Regions from separate parts of the Zea mays genome. Here region 2 is linked to region 1. Evidence: chromatin contacts called from public Hi-C data. All regions are on one chromosome and are shown on one strand. Each heading gives the region's core, a stretch centred on a gene start, on an enhancer-like site or on the middle of the called end of the contact. The rest is flanking DNA. Distances are from core to core; before and after follow the strand shown.

Region 1 (7,471 bases), core at 2,805-5,304:
TACCTAGAGTTCTGCAAGAATATAAAGCAACCAACAAATTTGTCTTAAATTCTAGTGGGGCTGGTAAGTGTAATACTTTAATCCAATGATCTGAGATAGAGGCAGGCAGAGCACGGATTTTCATCATTCGTGGATCACTAGGATAGACATAGCGACAAAGAATATATAACGTATTCAAGCGTAATAGTAAACTACGGCCACAGAGTATGCCTAAGAAAAAAATAGTTCTTAATCATAAAATGCCTGCATAAATAATTATAGTAAGTTCAAATAGTCTTTTACGGTTTCTAATAAAACGAGACCCATTAATTAAAAGATAGTAATAATAATATATAGAATTAATTGAAATCAAATTCTTAGAGAAGGAACTTCTAGAATCAAGGATATATAATAAATTAAAATTAAGTGTACAAATCAATGGCTATATTGCAATAGAATAAATAAAAAAATCATTGTTTCTCGATTTTCTTTCTTATAACAAACACACGGTACCAACTTAACTACTGAAAGTTAATTTGAGAAAAAAATATATAAAGGACTACAAATATGTATTAATATATTTATTATTGAATATATATTTATGATATAACTATGTTGAGTCATAAATATTAACAATACATTTTCACAAGTTCAGTAGAACTACATGTTCTAATGATTTAGGGCCACTCGGTAGAGGGTTTTTTGAAGTAGATTTGTTCACTAAGTTTTTTTTAAAGGTGCCATGATTTTATTCTTTTTTCGATGTATGGGATCCAAGGTGATCGTGAGATACAAAGAGATGCAGAGTTATATCATATTTTAGCTAGGGTTAGAAGAGTAGCCACAAACGGTGTAGAGAGAAGGCGTGACGTACAGGCGGGCAAGCAGCCGCACAACGCGTAGTTTAGCATGGCAATTCTCGGGGTGTGCAAGCGGGCGCAGTTAGCGTGGCAACCAGGCGCCCAGCGGCTGTGGACTGCAGTCAGTAGGCAGTCAGCCTAGTGTGTAGTATTTAGAGATATTGTATTGTATATGGATACTTCAGAAGATTTGCTGAAATCAGGTTTGCTGAAATCTCCAACCTAAAATCTGTTTGAGGAACGAGAACATTCAACTTCGAATAAACCAAACACCACTTTTTTCTTCTTTAAGCTTTCTGCAGTGATGTAAACAAGTATCGTTTTGCTAACGAAAGCCACCCAAACAATTGATAAATTGGTTATAGAGACAGAGATCTATTATTATTTTTAATTAGTTAATCATTTGTTTAAGCCAATTTTATTTTAATTACAATTATTGTGTCCAAATAAAGTTTATATGTGGCATTATCTATGTATTTTTTGATTTAAATTTTTTAGCCGGTATGAATAATTTTTAGTGTTATATTCGGCCATATACTCAGAGAAATTCTGGCTCCGCCACTGCTTAGGAATGCATCATTTCATATGTATATAAACATAATCTCTCCTTCGATAAAGAGATAACTATCATTTGTACATTCTCTCAAATCTTGTTATCACTGATTTACAATACATATGTAGACTAACAATTTGTTTGATAAAATAAGAATGTAGGTTGGTCCATAAAAACACAAACTAAAACTAGTTTCACAGCCGCCATTCCAGATACTGACGGAGGATGCGGAATTCGCGCACGCGAGATCGAAAAGTGAAGGTCGGCAATCGAAAAAATAATCCCACGGCCACACAAAATTTCGGAGATCGGGCCGCGGTTTCTCTGGTGCTGCTTAGGGCCCGTTTGGCAAAGCTCCAGCTCCTGCTTCTTTAGCTTCAGATCCTAATCCTCGTGATGAGCTAATTCTCCTGATTCTCATAAAAATTCAGAATCATTTTTAAAATCGTTTGGCAAGTAAACTGATTTTTGTCTTATGAGAGTTGGTGGTCTGTGGCGATTGTCTGTTTTACCCTTTGTAGTTCAACTTTGTTACAAACCAATAAGTAGGATGCATATACAGAAAAAATATGAAACAATAACATATAAAATATTCTCATCATAGTAGTGCATAAAATGGTCTCAAATGTTTAATCCATAAATTGGCTCGTTATGTTTTTGTCCAATGGCAATTGCGGGTAATTTCGATCAAACTTTAAGGAAAGGTCCATATTTGGTTGGTTGAGGAGCTGTTTTAAGGGAGGGTGGAGCAGGTTTTTTTAGATCCCACCTTTCTTCACAAAAACGACTCCCGATCTTTCGGCTCCACACGAGAATCAGTTTAAAAAAATACCCGTTTGACACGGCTTCTCCAGATCCTCGCTTAGAATCAGGAGCTGGAGCTGTGCTAAACGGGCCCTTAATATCTGCTCAGAGCTGGTACAAAAAGATCTACATGTCCTAGGCACGTCATGAAAAAAATATATGCATATCTAGAGTTCTGCAAGAATATAAAGCAACCAACAGAAAAACCGTTCATTTGTCTTAAATTCTAGCGGGGCTGGTAAGTGTAATACTTTAATGTTTAATCCAATGATCTGAGCACGGATATATATATATATATATATATATATATATATATATATATATATATATATATATATATATATATATATATATATATATATATATATATATATATATAGCGTATTCAAGCGTTATAGTAAACTACGGCCACACAGTATGCCTAAGAAAAAAATAGTTCTTAATCATAAAATGCCTGCATAAACAATTATAGTAAATTCAAATAGTCTTTTACGGTTTCTAATAAAACGAGACCCATTAATTAAAAGATAAAAATAATAATATATAGAATTAATTGAAACCAAATTCTTAGAGAAGGAACTTCTAGAATCAAGGATCTATAATAAAGTAAAATTAAGTGTAGAAATCAATGGCTATATTGCAATAGAATAAAAAAAACCTTTTGTTTCGATTTTCTTTCTTATAACAAACACACGGTACTAGCTTAACTACTCAAAGTTAATTTGAGGAAAAACATATAAAGGACTACAAATATATATTATTATATTTATTATTGAATATATATTTATGATATAACTATGTTGAGTCATAAATATTAACAATACATTTTCACAAGTTTAGTAGAACTACATGTTCTAATGATTTAGGGCCACTTGGTAGGGTTTTTTTGGAGCAGATTTGTTCACGAAGTTTTTTTTAAAGTTGCCATGATTTTATTCTTTTTTTCGGCGTATGGGATCCAAGGTGACAGTGAGATACAAAGAGATGTAGAGTTATATCAAATAATTTAGCGAGTCTTAGATCTATGGCAGAGCTGCTTCACGGTGCATCTAGATAAATATAGGATCCAGGTTCACTTCTTCTACCCGTGGAGCTCTATCAAACAAGCATTCAATATAGCTCTCACAGATTCAGATCATGAGTATGTATGTTCATTTATATTTGGAAGTGAGAGTTAAAGAAAAAATTGCTCCTCGCTCCTCTCTATCCAAAGGCAACATATTCAGTGTTCACGTGCATATTTTAAATCTAAGACATTTATCTCACATTGTGTATATGACATCCTGCCATTTGAACATAAATAGGTTCCCCTGTTCAAAACCCTCTAGCAACCTATCATCCCAAACGAAGATCTTGAGCCTACCTATCTTTTGAATTTGTTCTCCTCTAAAACCACACCGTTTTCACACACAACTTGACCCATCTAACCACGGCGCGAGCTCCACACAGCTCTGTCCCTCAGCCGCCGTAGACCGACGCCCTGGTTGCTGTCCGCTCATGGCAGCCAAGCATGTAAAACCTTGCGGCGGCCAATCATTGGTAGCCAAGGGCAAATCAGTACCCGTCCGGCAGTCCAACCGCCGTCGCGCTCACCCACCCGCTGCCCCGCGTTCCGTCGCGTAGCCCGCAGCTCGTTTCGTCCGTCCGCTCTCGGGCCCGCCCCTCCACCAACGGGCCCCACCTCCCAAAGCGACAGCCACTGCGGCAGCCGGCGGGCCAACACGGGACCCACGGCGCGTATCGCTGCGGCCACTCAGCGGACGCCACGCCGGACGCCATCACGTGCGCGCGCCGCGCGGGCTTATAAATATTCGCGGCCCCGTGGGATGTCAGTGACTCAGTGGCACGGGCGCGGACACTGCCGCTCGCGATATTTGCGAGAGAGAGAGAGAGAGGGCCCGAGAGCCGAGGACGAGTGAAGTCTGGCTGGCGTGATGCTGCTTCGGAGCGCGTCCTCGCCGCTGCTCAACTGCGGGCGCGCGCCGGCTGCGGCGGCGTCGGTCGAGCACCTCGCGGTGGTTTCGCCGTTGTTGTCACCGGCAGTGGCGGCGCCTAGGCATGGGCCGGTGCTGTGCCGCGCCATGTCCGAGGGGGACCTCGCCGCGCCGCTCGTGCCCAAGAAGGACGATGGACACGGGAGGGCGCCGAGGCTGTCCCTGTCCGCGTCCTTGTCCTCGTCCGCCTCCATCTTCGTCGAGGAGGAGGACGGCGAGGGCGAGGAGGAGGAGGACCTGGTCGCGGTCGCGGGGGCCGGCGTGGACGTGCCGCTGCCGCTGCGTCGGCTGCTGACGAACACGGGGCTGGACGTGTCCGCCGCCGCGGCGCTGGCGTTCGTGGAGCAGGGCGTCGGGGGCAGCGGCGGGGGCGGGAAGGCGTGCGGCAGCAGCGGCGGCAAGGGTGGGATCGGGGACGGCGACGGTGGCAGCAACCGCGCCGCCACGGACGCCCACTACCGGCAGATGATCGAGGCGGACCCGGGCAACTCGCTGCTCCTGGTCAACTACGCCAGGTTCCTCAAGGAGGTGGCCGGGGACGCGGCAAGGGCGCAGGAGTACTGCGAGCGCGCCATCCTCGCCAGCCCCGGCGACGCCGAGGCGCTGTCGCTCTACGCGGGCCTCGTTTGGGAGACCAGCCGCGACGCTGGCCGCGCCGAGGACTACTACAGCCGCGCCGTCCAGGCCGCGCCCGACGACTGGTCAGTGACATCACCGTGATTCTTGTTACACGCCGATATACACATATACTGTCTATTCAGATCGCGCTGACAACAGTGATCTTGCTTCCGCTTCAGCTACGTCCTGGGCTCTTACGCCGGGTTCCTGTGGGACGCCGAGGAAGACGAGGAAGAGAACTCCGAGCCCTTGCCACCGCCTTCGCTGTTCCAGGGGGCAGCTCAGCGTCCTTCCATCACAGCGGCCTCTTAGATGATCGTGAACTCGATCTAGATCTCACCACCGCCTGTGAACGAAGCTGAATCTGGAACCCTGGAGAGTGGAGAGTGACTGGGTGATAACCGTGCAGAAACCCCCGACGAGTGACTCACATCGCCGGCAGGCTCCTCGCCGCTTGTGAACTGAATCACGGCACATGTAAAACTGAATCTGGCAGAGCACACACGCGCCTAAGCCTATTAGCGTCTATAGACTTTGCAGGGCTATGTATAGTAGATATGTAGATTGAGACCCTGCTGAACTTGTACGTGCAGTATGTTCCTAGTCACTTGTGTATCATTACTAGTAATGCAGTATCCCTCGTGAAATAAACGTCAAAACCCCTTCCTGCTGCTTCATCCGAGCAGAGCATCTTCCAAGAAGAGCAGATATCGAACTGCAAGAACTGATGCACTGAATCACAAAGCTTTGCAAAATCGTGTACATATCTTACTTGGACGGCAACTTAATTGACTGGTAGCCCTGGAGAATAATATGAAATTCTGCCTGTCTGCCAACTACAAATACCTGGTATGTCAACAGAAACTAAGATAAAGAATACACGGTGTCACTTGCCACTCTTCAAGCTCCTGGTGCTGAGACTAATTCTAATACATAATACCAGCCAGCAGTTTACTGCAGAAATAGCAAAATGTGATAAAGGAAGCTGGGGCACAACTCCCTCCTTTCATAGGAGTCGGCTTGATAGGTTCCTATGCAGTAAGTCCAGGTTCGTCAGGTGTAATTTGAGCGCGGATCGGCTCTCGATCAAGACCCTTCGTCGGCGACTTGTTTTCTAGCTCTTCTGCAGATGGAACAGATGGTGCAATGTCAACTTTGGTTGTTTGCTCTGAAGGCAGTTTAGGTAGAGATTTCCGTTGGGGCTTCTTCACTGCATTTGCAGCAGGTGCTTTCTTGACACCATTTTGGGAGACCCTTTCATCGAGACTCAGTCGACCTGAACGAGCTGGAGGATTTGGATTCCCTTCTGTCCCTCCTGAGGATGTGTTCTTGGAGCGACCAAGCTTTGGTGACCTAGCTCTTGTTGTAGGTATCTAAGATCAACAGAAAATAATATAACATCCTTCAGAAGTTAGAGAGCCATAACCTTTATACCTAGTGGGTTAGTGTCAAGCTGGCTATGAAAACTTTAAGTGTGACATAACTGTAATTGGAAATTCAAAAGCAAGAATCCAGTGAAAACAAGACCAGACTAGGCTTTCGGAGCCTTTTAATTTTTTGTTTTCTTATTCAAATAGCTGTCAACTCCACAAAAGTATGGATTATGTACTTGCAATGAATTTAACATATAACTATTAACTAGGTTACAAACCTAACAATACCACAAATCGCCCAGCTAAAGAAAAGAATAACATGATCATTGGGGTAACCACTCATTTTATCTATTAAGCTGGCAATTAAGAACCTAGTTTACAACTGTACGAGTACGGAAAATTCAGGAGTGTAAGGTGCATGATCAATCTTAAACATTGTATAGGCAAAAGACTGTACTGGATTGAGCTTTTGCAAAATATGATATGTTATATTTGAGTACAAGACTGCAAAGCTCTTTTGCTGTACTACTCAATTGAGTAAAATTTTGTAGCTACAAAGAAAGAAAAAGCTCTTTTATTCGCTTGTTAAAGAATACTATACCAAGATTAAGGTTTTCAGTTCAACATGATGGTAAACTGAATTAAATAAATATTGCATTTTCTATAAGTTATGTTAACACTTAACAAGCAGAAACTCATGGTTATTAAAGCGGTAAAACGTTAAAACGTTATGAACCAACTTTTCAACGTTTAAACGTTTAAACGAACGTTGAAACGTCTTTTCAGACTTGACATAGAATTTCAAATATAGAATAAGTTCATACATAAGTTGAGTTCACAAACCAAATAGCATTACAATAAAAAGAAACAGATCAAGTTCAACAACACAAGTTCAACCACACAACACAAGTTACAACTTTTATGCATGATTAGTAACCATCATCGAACTCATCAACATTAAGACCATGAGCATACTGCCACACTGTTGCAACACACAGTAGAAATTGAAATTCACTGCCACACTGTTGCAGGCTGCAGCCACACTGGGCAGTAGAATGGAGCACTGCGCAGTGCGCACTAGCTGGTGGCTGGCGGCTTGCTAGAGCAGTGCGCACTGGCTGGCGGCTGGACCTGGGCGGTTGCGCACTAGCGGCTCGCTGGAGCAGGAGCATTGTGCACTGGGCAGCGGCGGCTCGCTGGAGTAGGAGCACTGCACAGTGGCTGGGGGCAAGGGCAACGCTGCAACGGCTGGAGCAATGCACTGGGAGGGAAGAAGGAAGAGCACTGCAC
Region 2 (7,471 bases), core at 2,447-4,946, 580 kb after region 1:
TTTGTGACAAGAGAATAATTATTTTTTTTATTCCAGTCAATCTTCTGCCCTCATACAGTACACAATCAATCATTTGCCACATTGTATTTTTTGCCGACACAGTGATGCTGTAATTTTGGTGTACAAAGCTAGAGACTATAAAGATGATGCTGGTTGTTCGGTTGTTCCTTACAGCTTGTCCTAATATTTTCAGTGCTGTGTACTTGCGTAGTGTGTCACAAAAAACGTTCTTGTTTATATAGGTGAAAATGATCATGGCAACCAACCGGCCTGATGTTTTGGATCCTGCACTCCTTCGACCTGGTCGGTTGGACAGGAAGATCGAGATCCCACTGCCGAATGAACAAGGGAGGATGGAGGTCCTCAAGATTCATGCAGCTGGCATCGCAAAGCATGGGGAGATTGACTATGAAGCTGTAGTCAAACTAGCTGAGGTGAGCCAGTCTTTAGTCAATCTAGCTATGTAAATTCCTTAACATGATTTTGAGCTATCTCCTGAACCCTAACTATTGCAATAATATTACAGGGCTTCAATGGAGCCGATATGCGCAACTTGTGCACAGAAGCCGGCATGGCTGCTATCCGAGCGGAGCGTGACTATGTCATTCACGAGGACTTCATGAAGGTGCGATTGCATACCCTAGTTTTCTTGTACTAGATGGAGCTTGCTTGGTGCTAACTGTGCCCGGCCCCCTTCCCTTTGTGATGAAATTGTTCAGGCTGTGCGCAAGCTGAATGATGCCAAGAAGCTCGAGTCCAGTGCGCACTACAGTGCTGACTTCGGCAAGGATTGAACGGGGTATCAGTGTATCACCTGATCCGGAGCTGTTCTGATCATATTGCAAACTGTGTTAGGCTGTATTCATCTTATCCTGGATGGAAGAACTCTCATCCAGACGCCCTGGGAGCAAGAGCAAGCAAACTCTTGATTTTTCTAAATTCTATCTGATATCTGATAGATTCCAGGATGGTTGTGGAGGGAAATTTGGCAGTTGGATAGATTCCAGGATGGATGTGGAGGGACATCTGGCAGTTGGGTCATGGATGTAGTCTGTAGACGTCCAAATTCATGTGAAGCTCTTGTTCTTGCTTTTTATCTCTCAATACAGGGTGCGTTCTTTTGCTTATGGTATGGATACATACTCCTTTACATTATTTTAGGATATGAAAAAAAAATCAAAGAAGGCTATTTTTAATATATATTATTATATTATCATAGTAGTTTATAAAATTAGAAAGAATTCATCTGAAAAATCTATAGAGGACTAACAATACTTTAATGGTTATATATACAGATATACCTCATCGCTTATATGTGGGTAATTAATGGATTCAGACAATATTTAATATATGTAATATAGTTTATATATTAAGAGCCATGTGCTTCCAATAATTAGAGGAAATCCAGGTCGGATGGTGCAATTCGGTCGAGCCGGACCAAGTCCGGACGTCTATAAAACAAGACCCAGAGTGCTAGGGTTTAGTTTTTCATGCCCCATCCCGATTCATTAGCGACGACGCGTGCAACGATGGCGGTTGCCTGAGAGCGTGCGTGGCGGTGGATCCTCAGCTGGTGGCTGCGGTGGTCGCGGCTCCTTGACCTCGACGCGTGGTGGCAGCGGTTCCTCGATCCGGAGTAGTGGCGGCGGTTCCCAGGTCGGTGGGGGTGGCTCCTCGATCCAGAGGGCGAGCGGCAGCGAGACCCTTATGCGGGCAAGCGGCGGCGTCCCCGTGGCCCCGAGGCGACGACACTTTCAAGGCCGACGAGCAAGCGGCGCCCCTCGGCGTGCGAGTAACGACGACGGCGCACAAGGCATGAGGTTCGAGCGGCGTCACGGAAGGCGCGAAGTGCGCGCAGCGATGACCGCGCGTGACATCCTCCGATCCGGCGCAGTTCGGGCGGCCCGAGTGACGACCTACATCTGTGCTTGTGTCGTCGATGACGTCCTCCAGCCACTACCTCCTCCCATTCGTGTTTTCTTTTCGATTATTGTGTTTTATGCCTACCACATGTATTATTTACGCTAAAACTATATGATTTTATGCTTGAACACATAGTTTGTATATCAGTTTACTACATGCACATTGGAAAGACAATTCCTTGATTTATGCTGTTCATAATTACCATAAAAAATCAAATCATTTATGTTCGTAAATGCTAGATTTGTACGTCTGCCATATAACTATCCCTAATTCCGCTTGTTCGTAACTATCATAAAAAATTAAATCAAATCACTTATGTTCGTAAATGCCAGATTTTTACGTTTGCCATAAAACTGACCCTAATTTCCGCTGGCGTTCTTAGTTGGACCGATATATTATGCTACACAGTGTAATTATTTATAAGACGTTGTATAAGAATCTATGCTCTCTGTGACTCATGTCATCCAATTTTTAGCGGGTGAACTAGAAAGAAAAATATAATCCAAAATTTGCGTGCATGAAATGGGAACTCCCAGGAGTCATGTTTTTCGAATCTGACATAAAAATAGAACCGTAATAACAACCTACTAGAGCTATCAACCTTTCACATTGGCTCGGTATTTACGCTTATAACTGAGGGGTTTTATGCTCAAAACTTAAGGTTTTTAAGCTCGAACCTGAAGATGCATCCACCAGTGAACAATATACTAGATTTTTTACGAAGTGTACCACATTGTATAAATACTTACATCATGTAGCATAATTTGTATAAGTATATATCATAAATAGGTCTAACGAGCCTAGTTGCATGTTTGTTGGAGCTATCCTATATTTATGGAGGAAATAAAGCATTTAAATAAGTTTTTTTGTTTTCATGCATGTCAATCGATTTTCTTTCATCGTAAATCTTGCCATCCTAAATTTGTGCGTATGCAGCAGGAAACAAATTTTTACGCAGTGTACCGAATTGCATAAATATCTACACCGTATAGTATAATTAGTATAAGTATATATCATAAACTAGTTCTAACGAGTTTAGAGGCATTGCTATTGGAGGGATCCTATATTTACGAAGGAAATAAAACATTAAATACGATTTTTTGTTTCTATGCATGCCAATTCATTTCCTTTCATTGCACATTCTTTCCATCATAAATTTGTGCGCATGCAGCGGGTAACAGATTTTTACGTAGTATACCGAATTGCATAATTATCTACACAGTGTAGCATATTTAGTATCGATATATATATCATAAAATGGTTCGTACGAGTCTAGCTGCATGGCTGTTGCAGCAATCCTATATTTATGGAGAAAAATAAAACATTTAAAAATAGAAACCACCACACATCTGTTTCATAAATTTACGCGCATGCAAGGGAACGTGTTTGACTCATGCATGTATTTCTTTTTTTACGCGCATAGGCGTGGGGCACCCAACAGCCTGTTTGAGTCGGCGCGCCGGATTGAACCAGGTTGCAGGGGTGGTTGCTGGGCTTACTTTAACTATTGGAAGCCCAGCAGAACTCCTATTATACTTGTCCATATGTAATATATGTATTTTATATATGTGTCTATATTCATTATTACTATCTATTTAAATATAGATATAAAACTAAAAGCTAAAAGAAATACTACTATTCTACTGTAAAAATAGAAAGATATCTCTCTGTATAAAAGCAGGGAACCTCTTGCTGATCCCTAGAATATCACTTGGAAGCGCCTGCCACGTGGGTACCTTGCTTCACACCTATGTCTTGGAGCGTCTGCCAAGGGGGATAGCTTGCTTCCCACCTATGTCTTCGGAGTCGGAGCGCCTGCTGTCACGTGGATAGCTTGCACCCGTTTCTTCTGAGCGCGCTTCCCACTGAGGCCTGATATGGCTGGTTTTTGGCTTTTTGCTTCTTTCTTGATATGAAAGTGGCCATGTCACGTGGGGGTCGCTTCTTTGATTGGTTTGGTTCATTCGTCTTCAGTTTTTGGCTATGTTTGGAATGTGCCTATGTTGGTAACCTGAACCTGAAGCAGCCCATGCGGCACGGAGCTTGCCCATCCTCGTACATAGGAATCCCAGCGTTTTTTTTTCTCCCTATGCAAATGTTTAGAAACCTGAACATTTTGTCCCCACGCCTATGCCTATGTTTAGAAACCTGAAACAGCCCAGCCCATGCTGCACGAACCACAGCGGGGGAGGAAGCAATAGCTCAAAACCGTCCAACCTCTCTCCCGCTCTTTCTTGATCGATTCGCTCTATCACCGTCGCTCTTCCTTGACCGATCCGTTCATCACCGCCGCCGGCCGGGACCCTCGCATCGCATGCATGACCAAGTCGGCGGCGAGGAGCGCGTCGACGGTGTCGGAGGCGGCGGCCGCCGCCGCGGCGATGTCGCTCCCGTCCATGACGAAACCGGGGAGGAACAGCACTACGTCCGTGGAGGCGGCGACGGAGAGCGCGCTGCGGGTTACGCCGATGAAGCTGCTGGTGCGCGTGGTGGAGGCGCGTGGCCTCCCCGCCGTGCACCTCAACGGCTCCAGCGACCCCTTCGTGAAGCTCAAGCTGGGCAAGCGGCGCGCCAAGACGGCCGTGGTGAAGCGCAGCCTGTCGCCCGCCTGGGACGAGGAGTTCAGCTTCCTCGTGGGCAACGTCGCCGAGGAGCTGGTCGTGTCCGTGCTCAACGAGGACAAGTACTTTAGCAACGACCTGCTGGGTCAGGTCCGCCTGCCGCTGTCCCAGGTCATGGAGACCGACGACCTCTCCCTCGGCACCCAGTGGTACCAGCTCCAGCCCAAGAGCAAAAAGTCCAAGAAGAAATGCCGCGGTATCATCGCAGTTGCGCGCTTTCTCAACCTCTCCTTCTTTCTTCCCGCAACATTATCCACGTGGAGTGGAGTACGATGCAAATCAAATACTAGTGATTTTTCGTCTTGATCCATGACCTAGATTTGCTTGCTAAATTTTCAGGAGAAGTTTGTCTGCACGTATCGTTGTCCACAAGAACCCACGTATCCGAAGAATCACAGAGCGTTCCCCATCCTGCATCAGACGACCTGGCGTCCAGTTCAGACAGCACCATCGAGCACAAAACGCTGTCGACAACATATAGCTGCATCGACCTATCAGCCGTCCCCAGCATCGAACGAGCGTCTCGCAGCAGCTTCGAGCGATTCCCTTCCAGCATTCTGGAGCAGCCAGACCGGAGCAGCGTGGAGGACTTAGCAGCCCCTGACCCTGGTGGACCAGCAGCAGCCGCAGACACCGACGCGATGCCAACCCCGTCGTCAGTGGTGGAGGTCCTGTCCCGCTACTTCTTCAGGAAACCCGAGAACGCCACCGTGCAGCAGGTGCAGCATTCTGTCGCATCGGACACCACCGACCATCCAGTCGTCGACCGTCAGCTGCAAGAGCCAAACGCGAGCTCATCAGAAGACCGTGAGATCCCCGAGAGAGTCACGGTACCTGAGCCAAGCCTCGACGAGCTGCTCAAAGTCATGGAGTCAAAAGACCAAGGCAGCGAAATGCCGGCCGCCTTGCCTGGTGGCACGCTGGTCGACGAGTCCTACGTCGCCGCTCCCACCGAGCTCAACTCTCTCCTGTTCTCGGCGAGCTCAGACTTCTGGCCAGCAGTGGCGGAGCTCCAAGGAACGAGCGGGTTCCAGATCGAGCCGTGGAAGCTCGACAGCAGCGAGAGCTTCGTGCAGAGGACACTGAGCTACACGAAGGCCGCAAGCAAGCTGGTGAAGGCCGTGAAAGCCACGGAAGAGCAGAAGTACCTGAAAGCGGCCGGGAACTCGTACGCGGTGTTCTCCGTCGTCAGCACTCCCGACGTCCCCTGCGGGAACTGCTTCAAGGTGGAGATACTGTACTGCGTCACGCCGGGTCCCCAGCTCCCGTCCGAAGAGCAGACGTGCCACCTCACCGTGAGCTGGAGGGTGAACTTCGTCCAGAGCACGATGATCAAAGGGATGATCGAGAGTGGCGCCAAGCAAGGCATGGCCGAAGGTTTCGCCCAGTTCTCCGAGGTGCTGTCCCAGAAGCTCAAGACGGCCGAGCTTGACGACGCCAACTCCAACAAGGAGAAGATTCTGGCTTCGCTGCACGCGCAGAAGGAATCGTGCTGGCGGCTGGTCGTCCGCTTCCTCGGGAACTTCACGTTCATTTTCTCCGTCGCCATAGCGCTCTACGTCATAGCGCACCTTCATCTGTCCAAGCCCGACGTGATGCACGGGCTCGAGTATTTTGGCCTCGACCTTCCGGACTCCATCGGGGAGGTTGTGGTCTGCGCGGTTTTGATCCTTCAGGGACAGAACATCGTCAAGGTAACACGGCGCTTCTTGAGTGCGTGGAAACAGAGAGGTAATTAACAAGGCCCTTCTTTGTTCTTTATGAAATCGTCCAACTTTAATTGGCTGATGAATATAGCTAGCTGTTTGTATTGACTTGGTTCCCTGTATCAGGCAGTGATCATGGGGTCAAAGCTCACGGGGACGGTTGGCTGTTGACCGTAGCGCTTATAGAAGGCACTGGCATCATAGCTACTGGCTCATCTGACCTCTTTGATATCTACGTTGTTTTCACATGCAATGCCAAGAGGAAAACGAGCTCGATTAAGTTTCAGACGTCCGATCCAAAATGGAACGGTTAGTTAATTACTTTCACCTTTCCCTCTGTTGTCAACTGTGCAGTGATCCAAAATGGAGCTTTTAATTTGATGTTTGCCTTTTTCTAGAGATATTCGAGTTTGATGCCATGGACGATCCTCCGTCAAGGATGGACGTTGCGATCTATGACTCGAGCGGACAGTGCGTCATTGGCCACACAGAAGTCAACTTTCTGAAGAACAATCTGTCAGAACTGACTGACATATGGCTTCCTGTCAGTGGGAAGTGTGACCAAGCGAGCAACCCTAGGCTGCACTTGAGAATATTCTTGAACAACTCGAGGGGCACCGAAGTCGTCATGAACTACCTAGCAAAGATGGGGAAAGAAGTCGGCAAGAAGGTAAGGGATTTACCACAGTTCTTTCTGTGCTGAGAAAGCTGATCGGCGGGCGTACTCCCGTCTTCAGCCGCTCACAGCAGTGTAGGACATGTGTGCAGATAAATTTGCGGTCAGCCCAAACAAACGTTGCATTCCGGAAGCTGTTCGCCCTCCCTCTGGAAGAGTTCCTCATCGACGATTTCACCTGCCATCTCAAACGGAAGATGCCGCTTCAGGTTGATGGTTCGTTTGGCTCCTGCCGGTGTCCAACCCCCCGTTGTGTTGGCACTAAAAACCTGTCCCGTTTCATGTGATGCAGGGCCGCCTCTTTTTCTCCCCGAGAATAGTTGGGTTTTATTCCAACATATTTGGGCACAAGACCAAGTTCTTCTTTCTGTGGGAGGACGTCGACGACATCCAGGTCATCCCTGCTACACTGTCCATCGGTAGCCCGTCTCTGATGATCATCCTTCGGAAGGATAGAGGGTTGGAGGCAAAGCATGGTGCCAAGGGAACAGATCATCATGGAAGGCTCAAGTTTGTTTTCCAATCTTTCGTTTCCTTCAACGATG

The links. A called contact is a pair of places that touch in the nucleus more often than the background predicts.
Region 2: a Hi-C map of bundle sheath shows a contact between it and region 1, with 2.6 times the contacts expected there. The contact joins the promoter of LOC103638703 here to the promoter of LOC100383344 in region 1. A contact is called at or near these places in 2 of 25 Hi-C or Micro-C datasets (bundle sheath and ear).

Annotation. Positions count from the first base shown.
Region 1 is chr9:96,164,063-96,171,533 of Zm-B73-REFERENCE-NAM-5.0, forward strand. LOC100383344 reads left to right here and starts at 4,055. Exons shown (of 2, transcript NM_001176000.1): 1 at 4,055-4,891; 2 at 4,988-5,483. The coding sequence starts at 4,131. The coding sequence ends at 5,120. It overlaps LOC100192097, which reads right to left. Exons shown (of 9, transcript NM_001137520.1): 9 at 5,574-6,181. The coding sequence ends at 5,840.
Region 2 is chr9:96,741,779-96,749,249 of Zm-B73-REFERENCE-NAM-5.0, forward strand. LOC103638703 (C2 and GRAM domain-containing protein) reads left to right here and starts at 3,697. Exons shown (of 9, transcript XM_008661542.2): 1 at 3,697-4,740; 2 at 4,884-6,275; 3 at 6,377-6,559; 4 at 6,649-6,920; 5 at 7,019-7,135; 6 at 7,219-7,471. The coding sequence starts at 4,242. LOC100273945 (26S proteasome regulatory subunit 10B homolog A) reads left to right here. Exons shown (of 10, transcript XM_008661540.3): 8 at 243-434; 9 at 527-625; 10 at 720-1,155. The coding sequence ends at 794.